Regions from separate parts of the Zea mays genome. Here region 1 is linked to region 2. A link is a contact called in public Hi-C data. All regions are on one chromosome and are shown on one strand. The core of a region is the stretch at or near the end of the contact, and the rest is flanking DNA. Distances in the headings are between cores, read along the strand shown. Region 1 holds the start of LOC100276814. Region 2 holds the start of LOC542537 (elongation initiation factor5A).

Region 1 (6,120 bases), core at 3,352-5,851, 220 kb before region 2:
CAAATTATATGCGGACCATTCCGTGTACCTTAGGTCAAACTATCAATCTATTAGCCTAACATACCAATATCCAAAGTAAAACAGGTTAACTATGCAGGTAATCATATCAGACATTCAGACTTGGCAACAGTCATCGGAATCAACCACAACCCACTAGTCTTTTTTTCAGGCAATTCTGGTTTCAGCTCCTGCAGATAATTGGCCTCCAGTCCCTCTGTCCACAGCCAGGAGATCTTTCTTTTGAGAATTGGTGGAGGAGATGTAACCAGGCTACCACTGGTCTGGTAAGAAAAGGATTGAACTCAGCCATCATCTTGGGAGTCTGGTGTTTGTGGAGACATCGTAATAGATGTGTGTTTGACGTGACCTCTCCTAACCTTGCTAATCTTTTAATTGTGGCAGAGGATGATTTGAAGCTCTAGAGTTTAGCAGGCGCAAAGGGTCTTTACCTCCTGCGTGGTCTATTAGGTGGAAATGAAAACTGACCCACTAGTCCTTTTTTAGTCTTAGTCTTCTGTGTTTTAGCGCGTTGTAATCAGTGGATGATGTAGGGTTTCTAAACTCATAGTTTCTTCTTAATATAAATGATACGCAACTCTCTAGCGTATTCGATAAAAAAAACCACAAACAAGTATCACAAAAGATAACTCAATATTGTAACCCACAGGTTCCCAAGCGCCAACAGATACTTGTATGGTTATGTCAAGCCCGCTACCATAACAGAGTGAGAAGGAGGATGAGTCAGCAGGCATCTTCCAAGTAGAGAGACGCCTCAGGTGAAGATGACGCACTGTTCAACACTTCCCCTTACCAGTTACATTCACTGAGTTGAGAGCCTTTTGGGACTCACAGGATACTACTATAAGAAGTTTGTCAGGGGATACGGAATAATAGCCAAGCCACTCGCTAACATCCTTCAGTACAAAGCTTTTCAATGGACAACTCGGGCTCAAGGGGCTTTTGACAATCTCAAGCTAGCTATGACACAGACCACGGTGCTGGCCTTGCCCAACTTCCATGCTCCTTTTACAGTGGAAAATGATGCCTGTGGAGAAGGGATTGGAGCAGTTTTGATGCAAGCGGGTCAACCAGTTGCATTTCTGAGTAAAGCAATGGGTGAAAAACACAAATCTCTATCTACGAAAAAAGAGTTCTTAGCACTGATCATGGCAGTAGAGAAGTAGATACACTATCTGCAACACAGGAGTTCACCATTCTCACTAATCACAAGTCGCTGTCATATCTCAGAACAAAATCTGCACTCCGAGATGCATAGGAACACAATGACTAGACTCATGGGCTTACAGTTCAAAATTGTGTACAGGAAAGGCGAAGAAAATGTTGTTGTGAATTGTCCAGAATAGCTCACCTCAACACTCTCGAAGCTGTGTCCATGGTAAAGCCTGATTGGATTCAAGAAGCCCTCAACTCCTATGTTACTGACCCTAGAGCCCAACAGTTGTTGAGTCAGCTAGACATTACAAGTCCAAATACCACAGGCTACAATAAGGACAATGGACTCATCAGATACAAATCATAACTTTGGATTGGCCAGAATTCTGCACCGCACACCAAGGGCCTGTTTGATACAACTTTTTTCTGAAGAGATTTTTTAAGAATCTGGATTCGTGGATAATCTAGCTGTCATGAGAATCTGAATATCATGGGGCTTACGTGTAAAGGAAGATATAGGGGGTCCATAGGATTTAGGATCTAAAAAGCGATGGATTCCTCCCATCACGACAACTCGACGTATTCTATATTCACATTGATTTGAGCGATTTTCACAGAAGTGGACTGAGAAGGTGTTTGGCTGACAGAATCAGATTCTGACAGACAGAATCCAATTTTAAGCTGAAACAATCACCTTCCATTCCAGTGCTATTGGTGGTCACTCTGGAACTAAGGCCACTTATCAACTTCTCAAGAATCACTTTGCTTGGAAGGAAATGAAACAAGACACAAAAGAGTATGGGCATATTTGGTTCAGCTTTTTCTGACGAGCTTTTCTGAGAATCTGGTTGTAGGGAGAATCTGAGTATCGTGGAGATTACGTGCAGAGGAAGATAATAGGGTTAGGGTCCATAGGGTTTAGGATCTAAGAAGTGTCGGATTCCTCCTATCGCGGACTCGGGCTATTCTGTGTTCGCGTTGATTTTTGGACGATTTTCACCAAAGCGATTCTCACAAAAGCAGGCTAAAAAGTTGAGCGTTTGGCAATCCGCAACAATTTCTAGCGTCCAGAAGCTGGATTCAAGCTGAAAACAAACACCCCCCATATGTCAATAGGCTAAACATTCTAACACTTTGCATGCAGGCCTTCTCTAGCCCCTACCAATTCCAGAAGGTGTTTGGATGGATTTGTCCATGAACTTTATTGAAGGACTACCCAAATCTCAAGGGTACAATGTCATTAGGGTAGTGGTGGACAGACTGACCAAATTTGCTCATTCCTCATTTTATGGCAGTCAAACACATAGCCACCTCTGTAGCCCAACTTTTTATGGAGAATATTGTCAAACTGCATGGCTTCATCATTCTATTATCAGTGAAACAATATTTGTGAGTTCATTCTGAGGAGCTCACCAAGCTGTACAAAGTCAATCTAGCCATGAGCTGAGCCTATCACCCTCAATCAGATGGGCAAACAGAGCGAGTAAACCAATGCCTTGAGATGTATTTGCGTGGAGTTCAAGATGCTCCTAAAACATGGAAAGCCTGGCTTTCACTGGAAGAGTTGTGGTATAACTCTTCTTATCAAAAATCCTTGGGCTGTTCTCCATTCAAAACTCTCTATGGGGTTGAAGCTAACATTGGCGTCACACTTAGCATTCCGAATGACACTCCAGTCAATGTTTCTGAATTAGTGGAGAACAGAGAGTTACACCTCAAACCTCTGAAACACCATCTTGTTAATGCTCAGAACAGGATGAAAACAATGTCTGACAGGAAACGTTCAGACCTGCAGTTCCAAGTAGGCGATCAGGTCTTAATGAAACTTCAACCATACACTCGATCCTCAGTGGCTACTGGCTAACAGGCCTTTCTCAAAGCTTTCTTACAAGTACTTTGGCCTGTTCAAAGTCCTGAAACGAGTGGGCAATGGCTTATCGCTTGGAGTTACCAGTTGACATTAAGATTCACCCTGTTTTCCATGTCTTCTAGATCAAGTCTTCTGTTGCAAATCACACCCCTGTCTACTCCGATCTTCCGGACACCACCGACAGCGAGGCTGCCTCCGCGATACCTGAGCATGTCCTCGATCGCCGTCCGGTGAATAAGGGCAATGCAGCTGTATCACAGGTGCTGATCAAATGAGCCCGTCTTCCGGAGGCATCCGCTACCTGGGAGGATTACAATGTGTTGTGTGAGGGCTTCTCAAACGCCCCTGCTTGGGGACACGCAGGATCTTCGGAGAGGGGAGCTGCCAAGCCAACTACCACAACAGAGTGAGAAGGCACATGAGCCAGCAGGTGTCTTCTAACTAGAGAAGCACCGTTACCTTTTATTTACTGAGTCTATGACAGTAGGGGGCCGAGAAGGTGTACTCCTTAAGCTTGCGTTGTAAGACTGAAACGCTATTCGAATTCTGATAACACAATGAGTAATAGAAGAACGTGTCCTCTTCTCATTACCGCATTTGAGCTTGCTGCATATCCTCACGTGAATGTCAAACGTCAGTGGCCACCGGGTTTTACAGGTTATACCATTATAGGTCGTCACCTATAAGTACGGTAAACAAAACTAGGTGCCGGAACAGAAATCAGAATGCCTCATTGGCAACGACAATGCCGCCCGTACAAGAATAGCGCACTCACCGTTCAATGAGCTTCTCGGCGCCCTCGGTCTCCTGGCTGGCGACCATGCTCTTGAGCACGAGGTTGTACGATGCAGCGTTGGGTTGGAGCTCGAACTCGAGCATGTGGTCAGCGAGATCGAGCATCTCGTGCGGCAGGGCCCTGGTCATGAGGTTGGCGCGGAGGTAGTGATTGAAGAGGTCGACGTCGGGGTGGTTGGGCTTCCCCGTGGCGGCGTCGAGGGAGCGCACCCAGTGGTCGAACAGATGCTTCATGTCTTCCCACCGCTGCTCCGCCATATACTTGGCGAACGTCTCCTTGAGCCCCGTGACGTCGGGTGCATCGTAGAAGGCGGCCATGAAGTGCTGCGCCCCGAAGGGGCTGCCGGCGACGACGGTGGGCAGAAGCGAGGAGGGCGGGTTGGCGGCGGCTGGGTTGCGCCAGTTCTGGGTGTAGAAGGGGCTCCCCGTGCTGGGGTTTGGAGGGAGTGGGGCCGCGCCGGCGAGGTCGGGGGTGCCGGCGGTCGGGTCGGGGGACAGCTCCGGCTGCTGGGGCAAAGCACGGGAGGATGAGATCGCTGCGCGGAGGAGGAGAAGGTGGGGGTTGCGGTGGTGGCGTAGGAGGTGCGAGGTGGCCGCCGCAACAGCCGCCATGGCGGCTAGGGATTAGGGTTTTAGAGAGGCGGTGATGGGGGGAGGTGCGGCGGAGCGACGGAGACGACGGCGGCTGAGATCTTTGAGATGAGCGGGCGTGATGAGGTCAGGAAGACAACATATCGGATGTCCATGACAGTTTAGTTTATATGTTGCATATATTAAGGACTTGTTTGGTTTCATTAGTTCTAGGACTAAAGTTTAGTTCAGAGATTAAATTTTAGTCCATACTCTGTTTGGCTGTAGGGACTAAACAGATTCTAAATATATTAAATACAACACATAAAGACTAAAATGCCCTTTTTTTTGTTTGATACTAATTTTCTAGCAAGGGTAATTAGAGTAAATGTTGCTCTTTAGTCCCTTTTAGCACTCATATGAGGGACTAGAGACTAAATCCAATTAGTCCCTACTTTAGTCCTACTGTTTGGCAAAATAAAGACTAAACGAGACTAAAAACTAGGAACTAAAGATTAGTCCCTCTATCCAAACGGGACCTAAATCATTGTGATCCTTCTTAGATCTAACATTTCTAGTTGGTCTATATATTTTACAAACAATATTACTTAAAGTGGTGGAGTATAGTAATCTCTACTACTCTATAATAACCAACAGTGGGCGTTCACATTGCTACACTATGCCCCCGCTCGCGCAAACCTTGTCCCTGCGTTCGCTCTCTGAGCTCGGACAGGCGTCGTTTTCTCCGAGCTCGGGCAATACCATTTCATACTTATACCCATCAAAAAAATTCTACCCACCGGGTTACCCATATATGCTCCCGAAGATAAAATCTACACATACCACGGGATAATTTTATTTCGATTAATCCGTACCCACTAAGAAATTCTTAAATTCTAATATACTAATCACTCAAAATATTAAATAAACAGACAAAAAACAAGTTTAACTTCATATGGGCATGTTGTCTATTAATGATAACAATAGAGACAATCTAATTCAAGGGTTCAAAAACAGATGACTGAACTGTCTGCAGTCTGACAAAAAATGGCTAAGTATGAGATTTTGAATCTCTGAAAATAACAGCGATTAACTATTTTTGAAGCAGGTTTCTGAATGATTTTTATTACCGCCTTGAACCACAACAGAAAAAATGGGATGTACAAGCTTGACATTATTAGGTGGTGCTTGATATACAATAAAAAGTGGAATTGCAAGTGTATCTGTCAACAGCCATTGCATTATCATGCCTAAAACCTGCAAATGGTTGGTCAGGTGGGAGTTTTGGAAAATTTATGTAAGCAACAGGTAATTTGAGACCAGCTAAGTTTTTGGACATAAGGCCCATGAGCCTAGACAAGCATCGATAAGGAAGACTGAGTGATCCTCAAATTGGAAAGTTTAACTTAAAAAGAAAAAATACAGGAAAAAAACTACAATTTTCGAATTGTGAACTTGAGAAAGTTCGGATAAATAATTAGAGTACTTTGAGCTAAAAATGAACCTAGTCTTGCAGTACACACTTAAGTATACTAAGGCATATCAAAAATTGGCTTTTTGGCTGAGTCTAAAGGCAATGCAAAATAACTATCTGAACCATTAGTGACTGCATAAATTGTGAGCCAGAGTTGAAGCATGACAAGAAAACTGATGTCCAGGACTTCAGGTACTTTGAAGAGCAAGACATGATAGATTGCAATCAAGGAAGAATA
Region 2 (6,301 bases), core at 3,208-5,707:
CCGAAAGAGCCGAACTCCCAAGTAGGGATGGCAATGGGTCGGATTCGGATTGGATATTGAAAATATCCGCCCGCAGCCATATCTACGGTCATAGATAATATCCACCCACGATTATATCCATGAATAGAAATTCATATCCATATCCATGCCCATCGGGTTTCGGATATCCATTGGATATGATAAAACCATTTTCAGCAATTGAATAACATAATTAATCAATTTTCTTCCCAATTCAACATCATACACAACTTAAAATTGAATAAAAATTTAAATATACATGTCCTTCAACAAGCAATATTCTCAACATAACTGGGACCAGCAGATTTCAGAGCTGCGTCTGCGCGGGGGGGGGGGGGGGGGGGGGTCGGCGGCGCTTAGAGCAGGGCGGAGCTCTGAGATGCGTCTGCGCTGGGGGGGCGGCGCGGGTTAGAGATGGCAATGGGGACCCGATCCCCGATTCCCCGCGGGGAATTCCTCTATTAGGGGATGGGGATGGGGAAGTTTCTTCCCCCACGGGGATGTAAATGGGGAAAAGTTCTCCCCCGACGGGTAAACGGGGACGGGGATGGGGAAGCATTCCCCATCCCCGTTCCCCGCGGGGACCCGTTAAACTTACATGTGATAATGTTTTCATATAATAGTTAATGATAAAAGTAAAGAATTACCTTGTCAAGAGATCACCCGTTGTACAAATACATTGATTTTAATGTGCACATAGTGAATTTTACATCTAACAATGTGTATAAGTGACAATATTTTACATTAATAACAAATGAAGTACGATTTAATTATAATTTAAGCGGGGGTGGGGATCCCCGACGGGGATTTATCCCCGCGGGGAACGGGGATGGGGAAGAAATGTCCCCCGTAAGCGTTCGTGGGGATCCCCGCGGGAAAAAATTTTTTGTCGTGGGGACGGGTTTGGGGAGCTAAAACCCGACGGGGAATTCCCCGTTGCCATCCCTAGCGCGGGTGGCTTGCGCGTGACGACGTGAGGCTGCACTGCAGGATGACTGGGAGGCTGAGATTGAACGATTGAGGTTGCACTGTAGGATGACTGGGAGGCTGGGATTGAACAATTGAGGCCAGAGGATGGCTGGATGGGGATTGGGCAATTAGGGATTAGGGTGGGCTGGTGGCTTAGGGTGTGTTTGGTTTGACTTTTGGCTTTTGGCTTTTGCCCCCTAAAAGCCAAAAGCCAACCAAAGGGCTGGATCCAGGAAGCAGCTTTTTCTAAAAGTTGACTTTCTCACAGTGCAAATCTGAAAGCACCTCTGTACCTGCTTTTAGTGGCTTTTCAGATGGAACTATGAAAACATATATCGAAGAACTTTTAACGATTTTAGTGGTTTCTATCAAACGATTTTTAGCTTTTTAATGGCTCACAGCCTACAGCAGCTTTTTCCACAGCTCACAGCCCACAGCAACTTTTTTCACAGCCACAGCCCAACCAAACAGACCCTTAGTGTTTTGGTGGGTTGAATATTACTTTGGCGGGCTGGCGACTAGGCTCAATAATGGACTAATGGTTAATTTCGGATATCCAACGGATTATCCGCGGATGAGATTTAATATCCAAACTTATACTCACTTTATCTCGGATCAAATACGGGTCTAACCTACAGGTCAAAAAATATATCCATATCATAATTCGTCGGATCAGATATCCGCCGGATATCCAAATCTACGGATTAAATTGACATCTCTACTCCCAAGTCACCTCTCCTATGCTACAGCCTGTACGTGCACCACATGGGGTCGCTGCCCATTCCATCCCAACACTTTTACAGTCCAACACTTTTACAGCCCAAGGAGCTACAGCGGCTACGCACGGCACAACAAACAGGTGACGGCACGCTGTGCGTGCAAGTAGCTAAGGCTATTCACAATGGAGGTTTCATGTGGTGTTTCATGTATTAATTAACCTGCCACATCAGCTATTTTGATGACATATCACATCATTTAAGAAGGAAGAGTTTCATGGAGTTTCATGGGGATGAAACCATGTTAACTCGTTTCCAAGATCTTGGAAACTGTGTGAAACCTCCATTGAGAGTGTTTTGTTTCATCTTCATATAATTGAGTAAATCCTATTGGTTATTTATATGCAGCATTTAAGAAGTATGTTGACATATGAAATAGTGAGATGAAACTCTCTATAGAGAGAGGGTATTTCATTCATCCATAAATCTGATGTGGCATTTTTGGAAACAGTGACATGAAATCCCCATTGTGAATAGCCTAAGATGGCGAGGAGCGTTGGATTTCGGTGTGCATCGAACATCGAACCGTCGCATCAATGGGTTTGCAGTTTGTCCAAAACCAAACTTCCTTTCACAGAAGAAACCGAACCGAAGTGTTCGGTTCTATCGAATGTTCAGCCTGTTATATCGAATGTTCAGACTTAGGGTTAGTTTATGAACCCTATTTTTTTTAAGAGATTTCTATTTTCTAAACGAAAAAATGAAATAGTTTCTCTTAGAAAAATAAAAATATCATTAAAAATGTGGTTCCTAAACTAGTTCTAAAAGACGAGTCAGTACTAGAAGATAGAGGGAATTCTTCCCTCAATAAATATGGAGAGACGACTTCGGATCTGCGACGTGCTGGTAGCTTAGTGAGACTGCACAAGGCCTGCCTTTCACATCTAGTGGCATCTTAAATCTGTCAGTCCAGCTTATCAAGATTAGTCATTCAGTTATGATGTCTTCTATAAGGTACAATCATAACTAGAATGAAAAGAAAGTGCAATTACCAGGCGAGAACACAGCATGGTACATGAGGATTCCAGCTACAACTGATATATTAATGGCGTGTTTGGTTTGCAGGTTGGGCTGTTTCCGGAGTCATTCAGTCCTGTGTCCGAGCCTACATCAGCGTTGGTTTGAATCGCTGAATGATGTCGTCCATCACTGTATTGTTCTAATAACAGACTAACATGCGGGTTCAGCTCACTCCACAACAAACTGTCGGACCGCTCCATCCGGAGCCAGGCCACGACGGATGAGTCAAATCGTTGGACCAAACGCGCAGTAAACGAATCCACCATGCCTTTAGTTGGAACGCTACGGTGCAAATCTGATAAATATAGAGCATCGTCATTTATACCCTATCACCAAAGAATTAGCTGATACCTAACTTTTATTACTGTGAAATATGTTAGAAAATGAGGCATTACTAGTTTTAATTTAGTCCAGAAAACCATTGTAATTTATGTGACGACATGTATACCACTATTCGTATAAGCAGTACACAAAAAAGACACGCAAAAAGTATGGAAAACAGGAAGTTCCCTGTGAAGGGACCGATGCTCAAAGTATCAGCGGCCCAATTCACACAAGACATCTCGTGTGTATGTTCGATATAATTGTACGAACTCGATGCAGGCAGGTCTACGCAGTGCAGTCCCTCAAACAGCGCCGACGGCGAAGAACCAGAGCGGATGAAGCGAGCAGTTGCAAGTACGTTACTCAAAAACCTGATCGTCCACACACTCGTGCAAGTGTACATATGCGGACGACGATTTCAGGGAGAGGAGAAGGGTAACGAACAGTAACGGTCACGCCATTAGAACCAGAAACTGAGGAGACATTAGGGCAATAAACCGACGTCCTTCTACTAGTTATAGAAAGAAAACAGACGGTCATTATGATGAGGGAAATTTGGATCCATACCATTAAAAGATCACCACTTTGGATCCATACCATTACTATCTCACTTACATGTGGGTCCACATGAGTCAATGACATGTGGGGTCCATGATATATATCTAAAGTTTGGATCTTTTAATGGTATAGATCCAATTGTTCCTTATGATAATCATCACTCAATGCAAAATATATAACTGTTTGAAAGAAATATTTAGACCAAGCTCGACCTACCACGAACTACGGCCTCGCCCATGACCACGGCTCAGACCTAGCCGGCGGCGGCGGCGCGCGCGTTCAGGTCAACGGTAAACCAAGCATGATGAAGGATGAACATCCCACGACAGTGCGTTTTCACAACGAATCTCAAGTTCTCAACCCGATCGGATCATAAGAGCTTTGTAAACGTTCCCGCACCATTGTTTTCTTATCGTTGATCAGGAGACGCTGAAAGGGAAGTGGAAAGTCTTGAGGGAATGAAAAGGAAAGAAAGCAAAGAGGGGAAAAAAGGCGAGCAAAAGGAGGCGGAAACATGCTTTCAGCCGTCCGTGGCGTGATTCAAACGCGAGAAGATGCCCTGCCCCTGCAGCCGTACACGGTCCGATCACCTGACCGAACTGACGGCTCAGATTTGCTCAACATCTGCACTATAAGTCGTTCCACCGACATGCGGGCCCGTTATACATAGAACCCCACAGTCAGTGAGACACATGGTCTTCTCTCTGGTGGAAGCGGTGGGTGCACATGCTGCTAGCAGTATAAATATGCTGAAAGCCTGAAACCCTAGGCGAAGCTTATCGCTTATCATCCGCGCCTCTACATTTCTTCTCTCTCTGCTCCTCCGCCTCCGCCTGATCCATCCAAGACAGGTGAAATCCTGACCGCCGCCGCTCAGATTTGCTTGTGCTGTGTTTTTTGATTTGTGATTTATCTTGTTTCCTGAAATATGGGGAATCTGAATCGAGGCTGATTTCCGGATCTTGTTGTTTCGTTTTTTTTTGGGCAGGGATCGCCATGTCGGACTCGGAGGAGCACCACTTCGAATCGAAGGCCGACGCTGGGGCGTCCAAGACCTACCCGCAGCAGGCTGGCACCGTCCGTAAGAACGGCTTCATCGTCATCAAGAACCGTCCCTGCAAGGTATATGTGTGTTTAGATTTGGAATCGGCTTTATTCCATCGATTAGGATCGATCCGCGTCGTTGTGCTGTTAACTGGTGACATGGAGATGTAGTCGTCTCTGGTGGGGAATAGGTGCCGTTACTGTTATCCTTTGATGGTTGACCCACTATGGGGATGGAATTTCCTGCTAGCGTGAAGGAGATGTGTGAGTGCCGGTTGAAGCGAGACTTTGCTATTGCCAGCCGGAGTTATTACGATTGGTCTTTGCTTTACAGAATAACAGTTTTTGTGTGGTAAATCAGATCTGTCTTTCAAGAGATCAGAAAAACGACATTCGGTCAGAGTAGATTTCGCTCAAGGAATACAAGTAGCTGAATCTGTAGCTTTATTTTTTTTTCTTTACAAATGTGGAAACTATTTGGCATGTTGGTTTATTCTGTAGACCCCTGAGCTTGCCATTGAACATTCAAGGGTACTCATTATTTAACCTTGATGATGGTCATGATGTTTGTACCCCTTGAACTATAGTGGGCTACCACCGAAGTGATTTTTTTGAAGTTTGAACAGAGGGTTATCCAATTTCCATTGTAATGTGGATGTTTTCTAGGGGCTATAGTTTTGATTTGACCCCACGATGGATGTAGCACATTGTCTATTGCTATTGATTTTTTTTGGAATGTGTAGGATTGGAATTGAAAAGTTATATTTCCTATTTATTGATAAAACCAATTTGTTGTCAAAATGAAGTTTCTTTTGGTTTGGGAATTCTTTGTCAAAGAGAATTACCCACTTGTTCTGCAATTACCAAGCAGGTTCTCTCTTTTTTAACTCTAAACCTTGAAAATCTTCTGTGGTATCATACCCTACTTTATTTTAGGGTGTCATCCTAAGTTGATAGTAAGCTTCTGATGGATTTGAGTGATATACCAGCAACAGTTCATGAGGATGTGCCTGAAACTATTTGAAATTTCCTTGCTCCTAAGTCCTATTGCACACTCGTTGCTGTTTCATTGTGTTTGTTTGTTGAATATGGTTGATAAAAAAACTTATGATACAGGTTGTGGAGGTTTCTACCTCCAAGACTGGTAAGCATGGCCACGCCAAATGCCACTTTGTCGCCATAGACATATTCAATGGGAAAAAGCTTGAAGATATTGTTCCTTCATCACACAACTGTGACGTAAGTTAATTTCTGTCTGTTCTCTGTTTAGCTAAAGTTATTTTGATAGTTCACTTCATATGTTACTGACAAGTTCAATATTTTTTAGATTCCGCATGTGAACCGTACTGAGTATCAGCTGATTGATATTTCTGAGGATGGATTTGTATGTTTCTCTAAACAGTAAAACTGTAATCTTCTTTAGATGAAATGTTATTCAGTCTTATAATTTAATTTAATTTGTTTCAGGTGAGCCTTCTTACTTCAGATGGCAACACTAAGGATGATCTTAGACTCCCAACTGATGAGACTCTTGTGGCCCAGGTCTGTATGGAAATGCTTTCCATCCTAAGCGCTGCTAGTTTTCTTGTTGG

The links. A called contact is a pair of places that touch in the nucleus more often than the background predicts.
Region 1: a Hi-C map of endosperm shows a contact between it and region 2, with 1.9 times the contacts expected there. The contact joins the promoter of LOC100276814 here to the promoter of LOC542537 in region 2. A contact is called at or near these places in 2 of 25 Hi-C or Micro-C datasets (ear and endosperm).

The regions. Positions count from the first base shown.
Region 1 is chr2:216,326,383-216,332,502 of Zm-B73-REFERENCE-NAM-5.0, reverse strand. LOC100276814 reads right to left here and starts at 4,601. Exons shown (of 7, transcript NM_001350172.1): 1 at 3,819-4,601. The coding sequence starts at 4,450.
Region 2 is chr2:216,108,031-216,114,331 of Zm-B73-REFERENCE-NAM-5.0, reverse strand. It overlaps LOC542537 (elongation initiation factor5A), which reads left to right and starts at 4,457. Exons shown (of 6, transcript NM_001112080.2): 1 at 4,457-4,516; 2 at 4,654-4,787; 3 at 5,826-5,948; 4 at 6,037-6,093; 5 at 6,177-6,251. The coding sequence starts at 4,662.